Linked DNA regions of Drosophila melanogaster: region 2 is linked to region 1. The links are chromatin contacts, called in public Hi-C maps. All regions are on one chromosome and are shown on one strand. The core of a region is the stretch at or near the end of the contact, and the rest is flanking DNA. Distances in the headings are between cores, read along the strand shown. Region 1 holds the start of Mhcl (Myosin heavy chain-like). Region 2 holds the start of bor (belphegor).

Region 1 (4,024 bases), core at 700-3,199:
CAAATGGAGTTCCCAAATGAGCTAGCTATCAAAAAAGGGGAAACAGACACTAAAAGGCTGCCAAGTCTATCCAGATATATACTTCCCACATCGCCTATCTCACGCTGATAGTAAACAATTGTTATTGTCATTTTGCATGTTTATGACAAATGCAGTTGGCGCTTGCGTCAGCAGCTGGTGCAAAACATTTGCGGCATTTCCGTCGCCAGAAAGGGATTGAATTGGATTGAGGACTGTGATTCTGATTGTATCGAATTGGATGGGTTGGTATGGTGTGGCATGGTATGGGATTGGATTCTTAGTCACTGGCCCACATGCAGATGTAGGCGCCATCGTCGCCTTGTTGTTGCTGCCACTTTCGGCTTCAAACGAAATTCCCCGCCATGTTACGCAGCGACACGGCGATACGAGTGAAAATTGTTCGCGATTGCATTTAGCGCGAAATTAAATCAAAACAAGTCGACGGCGGCGACTGTTCATGAACTTATGTATATGCATATATAATACATACATATACATATGTACACATACAGGGGACTCGCAGGCGGCACTCGCACTCGTACTCGCACTCACACTGGCACAACTGCAAAAGCAAAAGCATATTCATTTACAATTTGCGAAAATGTCAACGACGGATGGCCGCCGGCTGTACAAATGTCGCTATCTATCTAAAACTGTAAACAAATGTACATAAAATAAAAATCGACAAAATACACACACAGGCATAAGCGGACAGGCGCTCGCACACCGAGGCAGTCACACAGACAGGGCTGCATTGCAAAGTGCGAGTGAGGCCAGACTGTGGGTGCGAGGGGGAGGGAGACAGACAGTACGCGTGTCTGCCACAAAGGTGTATGAGTGTGAGTGTATGTGTGAGTGTCTGGCCGTGTGCGTGTGATTGTCTGGCCGTGTGGGTGTGAGTGGCTGAGTGAGTGAACCACCGAGTGTGCGAGTGTGTGTGGGCAGCGGCGACCTAGCAGCGCAACATGTCAAATCACTTCGTGGAAATGGAAATTGTGGAAATGCTGGTGAAAAATACAAGAACCCACCTAGTTTTGTAAAAAAAAAAACCCGACTTTTGCTTTCCCTACTGCACTGCGGTTTGTTTTCCTACTCGTTTTGGTATTTTCCTTTAGATGGTGACGGCAGCGACAACGTCACAGGCCTTCTTATTATTGTGCGTGTGTTGTTGTTGCTGCTTGCTATTGTTGTTGTTGCTGCTGCTGCTGTAGTTGTTGTTGTGTTAAGGTGCCAGACACCAGAGGACGGAACGAAACACACACAATCTCGCACTCGCGCACTGGAAGTCGATTTCCGCCACCCGGGCGTTTCCACTTGGTGTTTTCTTGCCTTCCAAAGCAACGTTGCATCAATTGCAAATGCTTAAAAACGTAGTTTTCATAAACAGAAGCACGCACACAGGCAAAGTAAATTTTCCAAGTACCGTTTAGTTTTTACGCTTCACTTTTTTTCGATAACTGGCTCGATAACTGATTCGATCCGCGTTGCCACCTGTTTTAGCGATAGTTAGGCGACTGTTACGGTGGAAAGATGCCAGAGAGAGACATTATTTAAGAGCTGTACAACGCGCAAATATCCCTTAAATTTAAATTAAATGTTTTAGAAGGCAATAGTTCTGTTTTCTGACTGTCTAGGCCGACTCTTTAACTAGAATTCACTTCAAATTTGAATGTATGAACTGCAGATTAATAATAATGCTGTATTGTTATTAAATTCATTTTTAAAAACTTTATTTTATATGCTATGTATACAAAACTATTTCTTATATCGACAAATTGTTATAACTTTTCAAAGCATAATTGATCAAAAATTTGGAAGCCCTATCAATTTTATATATGGTTCCTGTCCGCACTAAGTAGATACTCTGATAAGTATGACCATGTGTAAGTAGCTAGAAAAAGTCAGTTCTCTTTTCCAGTTTCCCAGATCAAATTTGATATTCACCTCTTTGGGCACTCTTGCTCAGATTTGTTTATGCAGAACGCGAAGTCTCCTTTGAATCCGAAAAAAAAACAAAAAACGAGTAGCGAATAAAGTGCCCCATTGGCACAAAACGAGGTAAATAACTTGCAACCCAATCGGAAGGGAGAACATAGCATGCCACTTTCAAATAAACAAATAACGACTCCAGCGCGACTGTGTGTGCGTGAGTCCCTCCCAATGTTTGTGTGTGTTATCAAAAAAGGCGTAGAAAAGTGCAAAAACAAAGGTGTTATTGACTCTCAACTTTCTTTTTCTGCCTATCGTGTGTATCACTGTGGGCTGTGGCCGAATAAGAGCGTTCGCCGAATATGAGCAATTGGAAAAGCATGAGCATAAGTAATGAGGCAGAATCGGTTGCATTCAATTAGTTGGAGAAATGAAAAATATGAAGAGATGGTGTAGAGAGAAGGGAAGAGTGCAGTCTCGAGCAATCAATACCAACGCAGCCACGAGCCCCCCTTTCTTTGTGTGTGTGTGTGTTACCGTGTGAAAACAAAACAAATGTATGCTAGCTGTGGAAAAGAAAGCGCATAATTGAATAATAAATAATAACAGAAACAGGGCAAATGGCAACGACTCAATGACAAAAGTAAAGCCGCCACCGCAGCAGAAGAAATGTGGGTGCAAAAGTGAAGAAATATGCCATTGTTTATGTGATTTGCAAATGTGCACATTCACACAAACACCGTGGCAAGATAACGGTTGTTGTGCGGGCGGGTGCATTGCTCGAAGTGGCTGTGCAATTGTAAGAGCGAGATAGCAATACGAAGAGAACAGGACTGAGCAGTACAGGGGCGAAATCCAGGGGACCTTAAACGTGGATTATGGGCACCTTAAATGTTTTTGTAAAATCAAATCACATAAATACCGTACTTTAAACTATTCAGTGAATTAAAATTGTGTTACTGATTTTAAAAATGTAAGTTGTAATTTCAAGTTTGGAAATGAACGGTATGCCCTGCACGTTTGTCTAGATCCACCCCTGGATAGAGCGCAGCAAAGAGAACAGTGCAAATCGAATTAGTCCAGACTTTTGGTCACGCCCTTGAACTTCGCATTAACCCACCAACGCCCCCCTTCCGCAGCTAGCACCTAAGGACCCCACACACCACATAAGATGTTCAACTTTATGAAGAAGAGCGCTGGGGATGAGGACAAGGAGCGTCGCAAGCGCGAAAAAAAACTGCGCAAAGAGGCTAAGGGCACCTCTGGTGGCCCGGGAATGGGAGGCGTGACTGGCGTCACCGGCAGCATGAGCACCGACGAGCTGCTCCGCCTGGACGAGGTGCGCCGATCGCTTAAAATCCGAGGGCGACGCAAGGAGAAGGAAAAGTTGCCGAGCGGAATTACGGCGGACTATAGCGCAGACTTCTTTGCCGCCCTCAATGCAGATGCAAACGGCGGAAGCAACGGAGGAGCAGTGGGAGCTGCAGATCCCGAGCAGGATCGTGGCAATGAGGAGATTGTAGCATCTGTGATGACGCACATCGAGAGCCGAGCGTCCAATGGCGCCGGCGTGAGTGTCAACTACAGCGAGGTCACACATTCTCTCCTCTCTGGAGGGCTCAAGGTGAGGTCTTTGTCGTTTTCTTATCCGAAATCGTATTGAAAAACTTTGCTTCCACATTCCAGAATCGCTTTCTTCCACCTATACCCCCAAAACCACCCAAGCGTGGCATTCTGAAAGGCTCCCGCAGTAATATGACCAATGTCCACGAGGAGATTAGCTTTGCGGGTAGTGCCGGAGGAGCAGGTGGCACGCCAGAGATGCTATTGCGCAACACCTTTCAGAATGAATCCCTTTACGAGGGAGCTGCCAGGGGAGCTGGTTCGATCGGCTCGAACTCCAGTCAGCATGGAACCTCGTTCACTTCCGTGGAGAGCCTGCGCAGCGATGGAGAGCAGACAGGAGGTCAACAACGGGCCATGACCCTGCCGGCCAACGCCCGCTATGGAGCTTTACCCCAGGGCAACAGTCAAGGATCGCACCTCCATGTGCTCACCTCGCCGTCGCCCAGCG
Region 2 (4,024 bases), core at 896-3,395, 170 kb before region 1:
CCTTGAGAAGGCTATTGGAGCTGCTGCTGCCACTAGCACCGACGCTACTGATGGGCTCCAGCCGTTCGGGAGAGAGTGGGGATTCCGTGTAGGTGCGCAGGAGACTTGCTCCAGGTTCCGACTTCAGCGGGGCATCGCCGTATGCGGCTCGCAAACTCTGTAGGCTTTCCAGCAGATTTTTATGGTGCATTGTGGTGGCATTTAGTTGAATTAATTGCTCCAGTTCCCTGTACAGCAAGCGGTACTGGTCTTTGGCCTTGGAAAGCTTTAGTCTGAAATGAGTTAATTAAATATAAAAAATTGAAAATATATAAAAGATATCTATAAATTGCTTACCTTGCTCCATTGGTGTGGGTAAATGGTAGGACATCGCCACGCGAGGCGCTTTTGTACAGCTCGTGAATGTGCTGCTGGCACCGCACCTCGTCCTGCTTATCCATGTCTTCCTTCACTAAAAGATGGAGAAAATGCGGAAGCCAACTGATGTGTCGCTGTAGATGGAACAGAATCGAAGAGCTGGTGGTCAGGGGGAAGTAGCGAGGCAACCGGCGCGTCAAGGGCGGAGCAGATGGATCCTTAACCTTGAGCGGAACCACGCGCGACATCTTGATCAGTTGACCAAGTTCGGCGGTGCGATAGTCCGAGACACGTCCTCCGGGGCCATCAGTAATTGATGGAGCCTCATCCATGCAGGAGCGCGTGATGCACAGGGAGTGCACAAAGATCTCGCCACCGCGTGCAGAAAGCATATGGCTGGTGGCCTTTGAGCCGGTCTTGCGCGGCATTTCCAGCAAGACTGAACGTCCGTTAAGCAGAAAGTTAATCAAGCAAGAACTGGGCCGCGAGGTGACGTCCACCGGTGTCACGAGGAACTGACCCAGACAGGGCTGTAGATCTGCAGAGCCGCAACCGCGCGGTGTGCACCACTTAAGAGTCACTGTTTCGTATGTGGCACCTTGCTTGATGCTCGTGGGTAGACTGAAATCTGGGCCACAGGTGATGGAGTGGGCCCTTCGGCTGTGCAGGATTTCCACATCGTAGTTGGCGCTGGAGTTGGCGTTCTGCTCCTCTTTCATGGGTATGTTAGTCACCGTGGTACTAGCTAGGTCGTAATGGTTCAGTATGAGGTGCGTCAGCTTATAGGAAATATCCGGGGCACTGACTGTGTGGATCTCGACATCAAGCAGCGGCGATATCTTGAGCAGGCTGCGATTGGTAACCAACGATTCAACGCCCAGCGGCACAATGTTGAGGATAACTAGGTGGCAATGGTCGATGACCAGTCCCTTCTTGGAGGGCGGAGCTGCTAGGGTGTTCTGCTGCACCAGCACGGTGTTAAAGATGTCCTCCAGGCTTTTCATGCTGGTATTGTCACGCGCTGAAGTTATGCAGATGACGCGACCCTTGTTGGGAATGCGCGGCAGTTCGTCGGTCCCAAAGTCGGCCATTGCCGCCAACTGCTCATCGGTGGGCTCCGCCAGCGCTTCGATGGCGGCCCGCAGGCCATGGATTACCGAGTAGTCAGAAGATGTGGGTACGTTGCGCGACGGCACGCCCACAATTAGCATTGCGTTCATCACGTGCGCCATATTTTGCGTGCTGGGCCTCCAGGTGTTCACGATATGCGCCGCCGTGTCCGAGACAATAAACCGCACATGCTTTTTGCCGGGAAAGAGATCCCAGACCACGCGGCAGTACTCGATGGAGGATTCGCAGGCGCATGTCCACAGGCTCTTGCTGAATTGGGATCCACCGCTGCCGGTTGCATTTCCCGCCGCTCCTGTTGCGCCGCCGTCTGCAGATGGTTTTCCCTTTAGGAAGTCCATCGAGATGTACTCCTCGCTGGCGATGCTAAAGTATCGGGTGTGGTCCAGCACAAAGATGGTCTTCTGGTTGCGTTCGAACATGGTGGACTCGTGGACAACTTAAATTGCCGGGAAATCAAACAAACGCAAACGTTGAATCCTAATTGTTTACAATCTTTGTTCACCACGAACAGCTGTTTTCGAATTCCAAATTCACCACAGCTAATTTTTTTTTATTTTTTTAAATTTACTAAACTGTGTTAAAAAGCTCTTTTCTCAAATTCAACAAAAAAGCACACATTTAAAAAAAATATATCGATGTATTTATAACTTCATTTCAATTTGTCCGTCTCCAATTTACCGAATCTGGCAGCGCTGCTCAGTAGTAAGAATCACGTTGTTAAGCGAAAGCTGTCTAAATTTCATAATATTTTCTAGATTGTTTTTTTTTCCCATACACTGAGTGAAAAGCGCGAGAAGCGCAAGCCAACATATTAGGAAAATGTCGTGGCTTTTGGGCAGGAACCGCCAACAGCCTCAGCCGGATCAGACCGCCGGCTTTTCGGAAGGAGGAGGAGCTGCCGATCCGGAGGGCAGGACGGCCGGCGAGAAGTCCGGGGATTCGCAACTGAGCCGGGCGGAGCGCAAGGCCATGGAAGCGTACCGCTTCGATTCGTCGGCGCTGGAACGTGCAGCGGATGCTGCCAAAACCCTGGAGCGCTCAAGTAAGAACAAAATTTCATCAGCCAATTGCATAACCGGCATGCGCCACGCTATCACAACGTGCGTATGCGTCAGAGTCCATGTCCATAACCCATGTTAATCTTGTGCAGAACACGCCCGGGAGGCCCTCGAGCTGTCCAAGATGCAGGAGGCCACCCGCCAAACGGAGTACAACACCAAGGTCAAGGAGTACGAAGCCCATATCGAGCAGGCCAAGGTCGAGCAGAAGCGCATCGACCACGAGGAGCGCCGCAAAACTCTCATCGAGGAGACCAAGCAGCAGCAGCAGCGTGCCCAATACCAGGATCAGCTGTCCCGCAAGCGGTATGAGGATCAGCTGTTGCAGCAGCAGCGCGTACAGGAGGAAAACCTGCGCAAGCAGGAGGAGAGCGTCCAGCGTCAAGAGGCCATGCGGCGCCAGACCATCGAGCACGAGATCGAGATGAAGGAGAAGAACCGGCTTAAGCTTCTAGAACACGAACTGCGCGCCAAGGCACGAGTGGATCGCGAGAACCGGGATATTAATTTGGAGAAGATCCGTCTCAAGGCGCAGGAGCATCGAACAACCGTACTGGAGGGCATCAAGTGAGTGATACCCCAAACTAGGCAGGATGAAATAACTGATTTTGTGTTACTTATTCACAGAACCGCTGGTACTGTTATCGGTGCCGGTGCTGAGGCTATGCTTACCGACTGGGACAAGGTGCTGACCGCCGCCGGAGGACTTTCGTTGTTGGCCCTGGGTGTGTACACGGCCAAGGGCGCCACTGGAGTGGTCTCTCGATATGTGGAGGCGCGCATTGGTAAACCTACGTTAGTTGGCGAGACGTCGCGCTTTGCTTTTCTGGACGCCCTTAAGAACCCGCTGCACTACCTGAAGAGGCTGCGCGCCAAGCCGACCGATGCGCTGCAGGGCGTTGTGCTAAATCCGAAGCTGGAGGAACGGCTTCGTGACATTGCCATCGCCACAAAGAACACACGTATCAACAAGGGCATGTACAGGAATGTTTTGATGCACGGGCCGCCAGGAACGGGCAAGACCATGTTCGCCAAGAAGCTGGCCGAACACTCTGGCATGGACTTTGCCATCATGACCGGTGGCGATGTGGCGCCCATGGGCAAGGAGGGCGTAACCGCCATCCACAAGGTGTTCGACTGGTCGCACACCTCACGCCGCGGACTTCTGCTCTTTGTGGACGAGGCGGATGCATTCTTACGCAAACGTTCTTCTGAGAAGATCTCGGAGGATCTGCGTGCCGCCCTCAACGCCTTCCTGTACCGCACTTCCGAGCAGAATCCCAAGTTCATGCTTGTGTTGGCCTCCAACACTCCCGAGCAGTTTGATTATGCCATCAACGATCGTCTGGATGAAATGGTGGAGTTCACGCTGCCTGGCCTGGAGGAACGGGAACGCCTCTTGCGCTTGTACTTCGACAAATATGTGCTGCAGCCTGCCGCTGCGGGTGCCAAGTGAGTATTGCAAGAGCTCTTGCAGT

What was found. Hi-C and Micro-C count contacts between places; a contact is called where the count stands out from the background.
Region 2: a contact with region 1 is called in a Hi-C map of the Kc167 cell line, with 2.7 times the contacts expected there. A contact is called at or near these places in 12 of 107 Hi-C or Micro-C datasets (the D17-c3 cell line, the Kc167 cell line, the OSC cell line and 5 more).

What each region holds. Positions count from the first base shown.
Region 1 is chr3R:16,096,686-16,100,709 of dm6, reverse strand. It overlaps Mhcl (Myosin heavy chain-like), which reads left to right and starts at 1,949. Exons shown (of 18, transcript NM_169701.3): 1 at 1,949-2,079; 2 at 3,090-3,574; 3 at 3,637-4,024. The coding sequence starts at 3,122. It overlaps Akt (Akt kinase), which reads right to left and starts at 1,482. Exons shown (of 7, transcript NM_001300425.1): 1 at 1,050-1,482.
Region 2 is chr3R:16,262,236-16,266,259 of dm6, reverse strand. bor (belphegor) reads left to right here and starts at 2,145. Exons shown (of 6, transcript NM_001260206.1): 1 at 2,145-2,190; 2 at 2,244-2,530; 3 at 2,639-3,113; 4 at 3,174-3,998. The coding sequence starts at 2,308. asun (asunder) reads right to left here and starts at 1,989. Exons shown (of 3, transcript NM_079655.4): 1 at 337-1,989; 2 at 1-272. The coding sequence starts at 1,907.